Regions from separate parts of the Mus musculus genome. Here all the other regions are linked to region 3. The links are chromatin contacts, called in public Hi-C and HiChIP or PLAC-seq maps. All regions are on one chromosome and are shown on one strand. The core of a region is the stretch at or near the end of the contact, and the rest is flanking DNA. Distances in the headings are between cores, read along the strand shown. Region 1 overlaps Fggy (FGGY carbohydrate kinase domain containing). Region 2 holds the start of Hook1 (hook microtubule tethering protein 1). Region 3 overlaps Gm12694 (a long non-coding RNA gene).

Region 1 (3,328 bases), core at 641-3,140, 780 kb before region 3:
TCTCTACCCCAGTGACCTCTATTGCATCTGCTCTCTGCCCAAGTAAGCTCTACTACATCTGTTCTCTAGCCATATTGATTTTGCTGCCCCTAAGCACTACTGATAGGATATAAACATCTTTCAAGTGCCTCTTACCACAACCTCAGATGAACAACCTTGACATTCTCTCATCCCAACTGCTAATATCCCTTACTTGCCCTCCTAGCATCCACTCAGGTATCTCTTTTCAATATGTGCAGCAAACTGCAGCTACTTACATGTGTGGTAAACCCAGCCATCATCCACTATGATTAAAGGCTGATCGCAAGCCTTAACAGGATGCTCACAGTCCCAGTTCATTCTCTTCCACTGCTTCTCCAGCTTGCTCATTTCAGCCTTCCCTCCAGCCCTACGCCAATGCTATCAATATTCTAGACATCTACTGTTGCACTCTTTTTTTCTCTCCATTGCTGGCTAGTGCCAAATACACACTCTTCCCCATCACGACTGAACTATGCTTAGTCAGTTATTCAGTCCACCAATTGAAGCACCCCTTCCTTATTAAAGCCTTCTCCATAGTACCCCAAACAAGGTATACCACTGTATGCCATATGGTGGGTCCTTTCATGGTGGTTCCAGCACACATATCACTCTTAGAAGAGGAGATTAAAAATTACAGAACATCTTAAAAAATACTAAGTGCTTATGTGTCCTTCATCAACAAATGGCAGTTCCTCTAGACCACTTCTGAAAGCAGTTATGTTCTACACAGCCAAAACCTTCAACAAATAGAATTCACTAAGGTTTTAAGATCTGTGGCAATTATCCTTTTGTCTTCCTAGGTTCAGCCCAAATTCCTAAGTTTCATCATTTGTTTTTACTTCTTTTAGAATTTCCATGGATGCAATATTTTTGTGCCTACTTCTCTCATTTCTTCTTTGTGTTACTTTATAATTGTTGCACTTATCCACTATATGTAGATGCAGTCTATTCATTAAACATGTAAGTCAGCATATGAATATGATAGTTTAGCAATATGTTCTACTAATGGAAATCCAAACAGGGGATAGTATGATATATGATGTATTAAAAAGGCTCTGTGTATATTGTTTCACAGTGCGGGAGTTTCCCCAAGATTTTATCTAGGAATGAAATTGGTAGAGTGTTGAGCATATGCATACTTAAATGTACTTTGACATGATTATGCAATTTACGCTTCCTCCCCATCTCTTCCTCTGGACTATAACTGACTCAAGGGCTACTTCTACTCTTCGTTATGCCCCATGCCTGGCTTGCAGTCGGTGTTGAACAAGGAAGGTACTTTGGAGCTAAGGCACTCTATATTGAACATAGGTCTGCCAACCTAATAACAAAACCTATGGGTTTTTGTTCTACCACATTTTCCTTATCTACAAAAACTTTATGATCAGTTGTACGGTATTACTTACTTCCCAGTGTAATAGGACTGATCAAATGTAGATCGAGGTAACAACACAAGAAGGTATGGGAATTGTTACCACTGTTTCTCCACTTTGCACCTGGACCAGAGGCCCCAGGATGGGACATGTGAGAGAGGCTTGTCAACAGGAAATGTCCCGTGCATTTATATGGATTAATATAACTTTGTGGAGGGAAGTAGGGTTTCAAATATCACTGCAAAAAGAACAAGGGAGACCAATTAATGGTTCTGAGTCCACACTGCACCTGTGTCCCCAAACTGTTCACTAACACAAATGAAGCTTGCTGATCAAAACAAGCATTTTTAAGTGCTTTTTATCCTGTGGCATGGTTTAACTGTGCTCAAGCTCAAAGCAGAGCTGTGCAAAAGCTGGATTAACAACTGTGCTCCACTCTGCACTGTGGATTCAAAAGTAAAGGCCAGCTTCTTATTTACATGGAAAGATCTTAGGCTTTTGTGGTTTCCTGTTGTGCCCTGGTGCATCTGCACTTTGGTTTCTGGGTTTGTCTTTAGAGCGATACAAACAGTCTCTCTCACTATTCAAGAGAACATAAAAATTCCACAGTCTCTAATTGCTAGCAGATTTTACCAGATCCTCTGTCATGGCTCCTCAGAACAGCTGGACCTAAGCCTTCCAAAGGACATCTTCGAAAGGATAGTGATTTGAGAGATTCCTGTAGTGTGCCCAACACCAACCAGGGACGGGCTCTTCAGCTTGATGCTATTCGTATTTTATTAATATTTATTCATTTACTTCACTCTTAGAACCATTTATCATACATTTAGGCTCTCGTTTATATAAAATATCCTTTGCTAGGGACGGAGAAAAATAGTTGTGGAAAGATTCGGTTGTCCTCTTATGACATTTGTTGCAGGCATTTTTGAATCCCCCATTACAGCCTTTGTAGACACTACAATTATAGACCCTGTGGCTCATGGCATGGCTCCCTAGCAGAGCACATGCTTACCATACACAAAGCCCTGGGTATTAGCCTGGCACTAATAAGTAAATAAATGAAATAAAGTAAAATGAAGTGAGAGATACTTATCTACTGCTTTCCATAAGACCTTACTAAATCAGCCCTCATGGTTGGGGCTGGAGTTTCTCAGGTCTGATATGTGCCTATTAGCTGAGCTGCACTGGCTTACGGCTCAATGGAAAACATAGAGAGGGAAACAACTAATGACATGTAACCTGGAGTCCTTCCTGTAGCAAACCAGACTCTGATCAGCTATAGAACCCTTGAAATCTGAGCTAACAATGATGGAGCAACAGAGGATGCCATGAAAACAGCTTAGGGGTTGTGTAGATGGGCACCCAAGCTGTTACCCTTTCGCTTATTAGCCGTGGTACATGGAGTAAAGCCCTCAGTTCCTTTGTGAAAGAAGAAAGGAATAAAAGAAAAGAAAACATCACCTGTTCTTACTGTTGTACTGCCTCTGGGCACTGAATTCCTTAAATACTTCCTACACTGAAAAGCATTGAGAAAAAAAAATTCTTTTTTTCATTCTTATTTTATTTCTTTCTAAGAAGAAACCCCATAAACAAGAAAAACTAAACAGCCACCAAGAACAAGTCCTCTGTCCATCACTGGGGCTTTGCTCACGGGGTCTGCTTTCTCTCTATGGTTGTGTGGTTCCTCTCAGGGTCTGGCAGACTTTTAAGAGCATGCCCCACAGCTCAAACTGGTCCCAGGGACATTCATAAGATATTCATCAAGAAGAAGAGTATCTTTCAAAGAATATATAAAAAAGTCTCTATGATGTCACTTCCATCATATATTACACAGGGAAATGTAATCTATTTAGTACTTTATGGGAACCCCATCTTAAGACTTTTAAGTTCTATTTATTTTGAATATATTAGCACTAAACTTTATTCTGATGAAA
Region 2 (3,500 bases), core at 867-3,366, 970 kb before region 3:
AAAGAGGAAGCATTACAGCATGGAATAACTAGAGTGGTGCCTTAGTTATTTTTAAAATAGTAAAAGGTTAAATGAAAGCATATGAAGGAAATGGCTAATTGAATCACGCTGTAAACAGCAGTGCCTGCTGTCACAAGAATGTACTCCCAGCCGCTTGGGAGGTGTAAGAAGTCTCACACGTCTACCAGCCATATTGAATTCAGGCTAAGATTTCTGGAAATCTTAGACTGTGTCTTGACTTAAGTAAAAAGGAGGTTGAGGACACAGCTCCATCAGAAGAGCACATGCAGAGATCCCTTGTTTAGTTGGGGGTCAGGGTTAGACAGATTCAACAGCAAAAAGAAAATAAATGGCAGAACAATGCTCTAAAAGAGTTAGAAGGAACAGAGTTTAAAGGAAGACCCAAAGCTGAGGAGGTGGTATTGTGCCTGAAAGTCAAAATTCGGTTCCAAGAAGAGCCAAGCAGGGCATCAATGAAGCGTCCTAAAAAGAATCAGAACCACCATGTCCTTCCCCATCACCAAGCTGGACAGTGTCAGGGAGAACAGTGCATCTACCGCCATGATTAGAAGCAATAACTGATTTTCAGCCATTCAATTTTCTCCAGTGTACAACAGCCTGGGAGATCACTGCAGGAGCCAATTAGCAAGAGCTAACCAACCACCCTCTCACCCTCTATTGTCTATGAATCCTTATCTGGTTCATTCTCTCTCTCTCTGTGTGTCTCTCCCTCTCTCTCTCTGTTTCTCTCTCTCTCTTTCTCTCTCTCTCTCTAGATCTTGGGGAACTTTGCCTTTCATTGTAATGATACACAACTCTGCTAGTTAAACTAATTCCTGTGAGGCCAGCACAAAGTAGGAAGTCAAAATACTGCTTTAAGAAAGGATATGGTCATAGCACTTGGAAATATTGCAGTATAGTTTAAGAAACTCTTGAACTCCATGTGACCTCATAGGGAAGTCAGTGACATCATAAAGAACCCAGTTTACCATCTCAGTCAGATGATCAGAGCACAAAATTGCAGACCTGAATACACCCTATGATTAGACATTTGTTTTTAAACAAATGGGATCATTAAAGTAATACTGCCTTCTTTCCTAACAATCTTAAATACAATATCTAAACCTAAATAGTAATTTAAATAAACATGCAGGTCTACAGTGAGCTAAACGCTTTAACCCTGAGATCCTAACTACATTCTACTTAAAACATGTTATCAAAGTCTAAAGTGCAAAAGTGACTACAAATTTCAAACACTCATAGAGATCTTCCCTATTTGTCCTTTGGATTTGCTAGTATTAGAAGATGGCCAGTCAATCTCTTGGAGGATGTAATCCTCCTGATCCAGTCTACTTACATTCCAATCAGACTCTCTTCACAATTATACAACTGAGTTGAGCCATCAGCGCTATCAACACCCAACTGTAGGGCATCAAACACTATCCTAGCACAATAAAGGCCTAGAAATCACACCTGGACGGCAGTTCTGTCATATCTAGGAAATTCCAACAGGTTAGAAACCATTTGGCTCACCGGAATACTGGGAAAAAATGAGGACTGAGGCAATCTGCGCTAAAAAAATCCTGCACATGGATCAAGCGTAAACAAAAAAAGCCAATTCTTTTTTACTTTAAAAAAAGAAAGGTATTAAGATGGGAAGGGGAGGAAGAGGGGGAAAAAATGAAAAAGAGCTCCCACATCAAAGGTAATTTGGCCATCTCTCTCAGCTGTGTCTACACCGCCATGGGTGCTGTGTGGGCCCAAAAGGACAGCAATCTGGGAACCGAGGCTGCCAGCGCCTCCTGGTCACCTGTGCGAGGCGGAGCTCTCAGAGGCTGGGACGGAAGGGTTGCGGAGGAGGTGTACGTGGCAGCCGGAGGCTCCGTGCTCCGCTCGCCCCGCAGGTGGCCTCGCTGGCAAGCGTGGAACTACACTCACCCAGATGATGAGGCTGTCACACAGCGGCAGCTCGGACTGTGGCAGCGGCTGCGGGTCCTCCATGGTCCGAGAACCTCGACGCCGCGCTCACAGCGACGGACGCGCCTCCGACCGGGCCCGCGTCAACGACCTCCGCGCCCGCCACTGGAGCTCGGCGGCCAGGCCTGGCGCCCGCGCCACTCACGCGCGAAGCCTCACGGCGCAGACGTCGCGGCGCGACCGCCCCCTCGCCCACCGCGTCTGTCCCGCGTCCCGGCACCTGAGCCGGCCCCGCCCGCCGATCGCACACCGCACGCTGAGTGACCTCTGCGAGCACCAGTCACAAAGAAGCTGGGCACCAGCGAGGCCGGCAGGGCGGGAGGAGCGGGAATAGGTCGCACAGGAGGGCTGCTGATTGGACGCGCTCCAGAGACTCTTGGCCAATCAAGGAGGGGTAAGCCCGGACCGCCAGGCGAAGCGGGTGTGGGTGGGCGGAGGTTTATGACCTGGCAGGTGCAATGAGGGCGGGGCTGGGGGTAGGAAGGAGAGCGCGCCTGCGCGAGCTAGAGTGGCCAAAGGTAGTGGAGGGCTCAGAGGCCAACCTTCCATTTCTCCTGGTTAGCACTAGTACAGACCCACTCTCAGCCTCCAGCCTCTTCTCATTCCCCACCACAGTGCTCAGGAATTGAAACCCCCAAAGCAAGAGGAACCACGTGACCAAGAAACGTGTTTCCTAAGGAAAAAACAGACCTCCATGCTGCCTAAGTCAAAGAAGCCCTCACAGAATCACAGGTTGTGGCTGATTTCATTTTAAATGGGGCAAAGGGGAAGGCCGTTTTTAGATAGCAAAATTAAATAGTGTTCAAAAAGCATAGGCTGTATCTGTGTACCCTACCTGCTCGTTTCTATGTTAAAAAATAATAATAATGATGTGTCCACTGAGGATGTTGGTGGCATGGTCCATAAAATCTGGAAAGTGGCAATCCAACATGATAAATTGTGTCATTATTGGAAGGGGCTACAATATTATTCTAACTCTTGGTTCTCACCACTTCACTCATTCATTAATCCATCAATTCATACTCTGTATTAAGAGGCAGCTGGTTCGCTTAACTCTCTGTGATTTTTATATTTAAACGTTGAGCAAAACTGTTGGACAATAAATTATAAACCCCCTGTTATAAATCAGTTTCATTTTAAAAATACAGTGAGGGCATTTTCGACGCAACCTCACAATTTTGCTAAAGTGTATTCTAGACACAATAAATACTAATGAAACTTCATGAAAACTATAGGCCTAAAGAATTGAAGAGTCGGTATTGTGACTCTCTCCCAACCCCCGCCCTCCCCCCCCCCCACCACCACCCGCGTTGCTCTCAATGTTACGGGTAGAGACCACAGCCTCTACATTTCTAAAGATATCTCTGGCTAAAATATAAGCACATATTATGAAAATAATGTAAGTTGGGAATTGTAAACTTTGCAATGTGAATTACTATAACCACACACTCTTTAAAGCACGTTTATCACTGAGACCCACAGATAAGTGACCTACTAAAATTTCAATTCTTTCCAATTTGAAA
Region 3 (3,176 bases), core at 323-2,822:
AAAAGTCTACAAAGTCATGTTTTAAGAGTATTTATAGTATTTTTATATTTGTTCTATCTTATTAGTAGTATCACTAATCTCTCTGTATACCTAATTTATAGGAACATACACAGAGGAACATAATGTATAGGAAGAAACATAGCACACACAGGGTCCAGTACTGCCTGTGGTAATGGGTATCCAGAAGGGTTCTGGGATCAGGTATCATGCTTGTTTTGAGATTGAGATAAAATAGCATGTGTGGATTATTTTGCATACAATAAGTGAATAAAAGAAACCATTCCTGAAGAAGTAAGTCTCAGATGCCCTTGGAGAGCACTGTTGAGGAAAGTGAGGAAGTTGTCCCTCCAGAAGATGCTGATCTGAGCCTCTGATCCCTGAGAACCATGAATCTGTTGCTAGTGAGCAGCAAGGCCCTCTTCCAGCTTTAGCGACCTCAGAGCTGATGAAGAGATGATCATTTCCTCCCAGAGTTGTTTTGTTCTCTTTCCAAGACTTAGAGCAACTGCTGGCTCAATAGGAAGCTCTCTGAAGCTGAGTCAACCTTCACTCATCCTAAGAGGTGACTCACACACCAGTGTGTGGTCCACAAATGCTATGGGGGTGGTACCTCTCCAGAGGCTGCTGATGGCCCTGTCTGAGTTGTTTGTGATCACAAACTCCTCATCAGCAGACAGGAGAACAGATGCTCTAATTAAGTTCTCATACCATCGTGTCCCGTCTGTACTCCTACAGAAGCAGAGAGGCAGCCACGGGCTTTATGGAAACATGAACTTGGGAGAAAGGGGGGGGGGGCATTTCTCCCATTCTCTGACCTTCTTTTGAAGTCTGGCTACGAGTCAGAATGAGATGTGGAAGACCTGAAAACTTGTATTAATCATGTTGTGGTAAAGAGAATATGATCATATGACAGGGAATTTTGGAAGTTGGGGCAATTTCAGGGAGGCAATCTTGTATTGCCTCAAGCTTCACATCACGATAACATTTTATGAAGGTTTAAAAATGATTAACTTATTGTTTTTCTGCTTCTGCCAATATACAAATACTTTATGGGCACTAGACCTTATTCCTCACTTTTACTAGGTTTGCCCTGTGAAGTCTGGCACAAGCCATGTAGTAAAAAAGTTGAGTCTGAATCTGAGTCTTAATTTTCTTTCAAAAAACCACAAGGATGCTCTAACCCTGGATAATGTACTCAAATCGGGGTCTGAGGCCAGAGGTGGTCTGTAGTTGTCAGCATCTTGTTATCAGTGACCTGCAGAAAGTGACCATTGGGAGCTTCCATAACAGCCGCCTTTTGCCAGAAATTTTTTTTGTATTTTTATGAGTATTAATTAGTAGTAGCATTTTTAAGATTTAATTAAAATGTCATCACAGTCTGAGAACCATTAATGCTGTCATCCCATACAGATGTGCTCCAGCCTGTAATTATTAAAGTGCATGTTGTTTTATTTTAATACCTTCCTCAGGTTTTTCTTTTATTATCATATTTCAGCCTCATTTGTGTCACATGATCTCCATTTTGTTATTCTTATTCATTTTTCAGTGCTGAGCACACAGGACCCTAGAGCCTGTGCATGTGAGCCAAGGACTCTACAAAATGCTGTGAACAGACAGACTCAGCCCTAGGATTTAGTGGACATGCTATGAGTTTCAATCAGAATCGCAGAAGCACAGTCCTGGGAAATCCCATCCTCCCACTGTGTGGCAGGTCCCTTGCTCTGCTCTGGTTCTACAGTGAGAACACTCCCAGCATGAGCCTCTCATTGAAAGCAGCTTCCCCCATCTAGTGAGGTGCTGTGGTTTGAATGAGGAGAGTCCCCACAGTCTGGTGCCACAGGACCTTTGAGAAGTGAGTCCCTGGAGGCAGTCCTTGAGGCTTTATGACATGGCCCTGCTTCCTGGTCTTTCTTTGCTTCCTGAGTGTGTGTGCAATATGACCAGCAGCCTCCTACTCCTGCCACCATGTTTTTTCTGCCTTCTGCCATGTCCTCTCCAACATCATGGGCACATCATCATGTGGAACAGGAAGCCAAAGGAAGTCCCTTTTATGTTAAATTGCTTAAGCTAGGGCACTTCATCAAATCAATAAACAATGGACCGGGTCATAGGCAGCTTGCTAAATACTAGCTCAGAGCATATATTGGACTAGTAAGGTTGTAAAAACTATTTTCCAAGTTTACTAGTTCATAGGCATTTACAGAACCGAATTTTATATTCTGTAAGTGAAAATTATGTAATTTTGAGTAGTTGTGTAGTTCACAGAAAGAAACCAGGACTTTTGAATCAGAAATAAATGGGCTTGAATTTTTTAAGCTATTGACTAGCAAGTCAAGGCTTGAGGGAAGCAAAAATTTCTTCACCTAAGATGGAGATAATAACATCTCCCCTGAGTTCTTCTGAGAACCACATGATATTTAAAATATGCATGTAAGATCAAACTTCCAAAGACAATGAGCTGCTCTTCTCTGCTCTTCTGTTTCCGTGATGGAAGTTCTGTTATGGAAATTAAACATGCTACTCTCTTCACTTCCTCTCATGGAGAGAAGGAAGCTAGTCCTCCTCTTCCACCCTACACGAGTCAGAGACTTTCTTGACCAACCAAATGGAACAGAAGTCATGCTTGGGGAATGGCAGAGCTAAGTCATAAGAAATACTACTGTTTTCATCTGGGTCTCTAGGGAAATCAGCTGCAGGGGAAGGCAGCCGCTGTGTAAAGGACTGACTACTCTTAGTACTTTATGTGTGAAAATAGAGAAGCCAGTGGGAGGACGATGCCAGCCATGCAAAGCAGCAGTCATCCCAGACTCCTCCACTAGGTGGTAAGCATGAGGGAGACATCTTCAGAAGATGCCAGAGCCAAATGCCATCTCTACAACTTCTGCAGGAAAGGCCCTGAGGACTTCCCAGCTAAACAGCAGTGTGGAGGGGTATATGTTTAAACTAAATATTTTATATTTAGCCGAACCAAAATTTTAGTCTAATTTATTGAATTCTGTTTATTTGTTCACTTAGTATTTTTTTTTTAGATTATAAATTTCCAATTTGTTTCATTTTGGTCATTGTATTGCTTCTAATTTTTTTTTCTACATAGGCCATAGAGGGATAATAGAAAGCCTATTAGGAGAAAGATATTGCATTTTCTTCCCATGGTGATGATTTTAATTAATTCAAAT

What was found. HiChIP or PLAC-seq counts read pairs in DNA pulled down with a chosen protein or histone mark. Hi-C and Micro-C count contacts between places; a contact is called where the count stands out from the background.
Region 1: a contact with region 3 is called in a Hi-C map of bone marrow-derived macrophages, with 21 read pairs. The contact joins two enhancer-like sites. A contact is called at or near these places in 2 of 15 datasets of contacts at CTCF or cohesin (the NIH/3T3 cell line and large pre-B cells), 4 of 484 Hi-C or Micro-C datasets (bone marrow-derived macrophages, group 2 innate lymphoid cells and neutrophils) and 4 of 115 datasets of contacts at active chromatin or transcription factors (CD8 T cells, T-cell acute lymphoblastic leukemia, embryonic stem cells and 1 more).
Region 2: a contact with region 3 is called in a CTCF HiChIP or PLAC-seq map of pro-B cells, with 20 times the contacts expected there. The contact joins the promoter of Hook1 here to the enhancer-like site in region 3. A contact is called at or near these places in 1 of 39 promoter capture datasets (embryonic stem cells), 1 of 15 datasets of contacts at CTCF or cohesin (pro-B cells), 2 of 484 Hi-C or Micro-C datasets (bone marrow-derived macrophages and embryonic stem cells), 11 of 115 datasets of contacts at active chromatin or transcription factors (embryonic forebrain, embryonic limb bud, embryonic stem cells and 5 more) and 2 of 9 other capture datasets (liver and macrophages).

What each region holds. Positions count from the first base shown.
Region 1 is chr4:95,776,608-95,779,935 of GRCm38.p6, reverse strand. All of the region lies in intron 8 of Fggy (FGGY carbohydrate kinase domain containing), which reads right to left. Among named protein-coding and RNA genes, the nearest start is that of Hook1, 190 kb to the left of the region's middle. Within about 2 kb of position 1,890, at least 31 of the 459 cell types and tissues checked have an H3K27ac peak or open chromatin away from gene starts, as enhancers often do. A contact at or near this core is called in bone marrow-derived macrophages, where this site is marked.
Region 2 is chr4:95,965,995-95,969,494 of GRCm38.p6, reverse strand. Hook1 (hook microtubule tethering protein 1) reads right to left here and starts at 2,116. Exons shown (of 22, transcript NM_030014.2): 1 at 1,939-2,116. The coding sequence starts at 2,001. 9530080O11Rik (RIKEN cDNA 9530080O11 gene) reads left to right here and starts at 1,840. Exons shown (of 2, transcript NR_045776.1): 1 at 1,840-2,371.
Region 3 is chr4:94,998,982-95,002,157 of GRCm38.p6, reverse strand. All of the region lies in intron 2 of Gm12694 (a long non-coding RNA gene), which reads right to left. Among named protein-coding and RNA genes, the nearest start is that of Gm12694, 21 kb to the right of the region's middle. Within about 2 kb of position 1,572, at least 69 of the 459 cell types and tissues checked have an H3K27ac peak or open chromatin away from gene starts, as enhancers often do. A contact at or near this core is called in bone marrow-derived macrophages and pro-B cells, where this site is marked.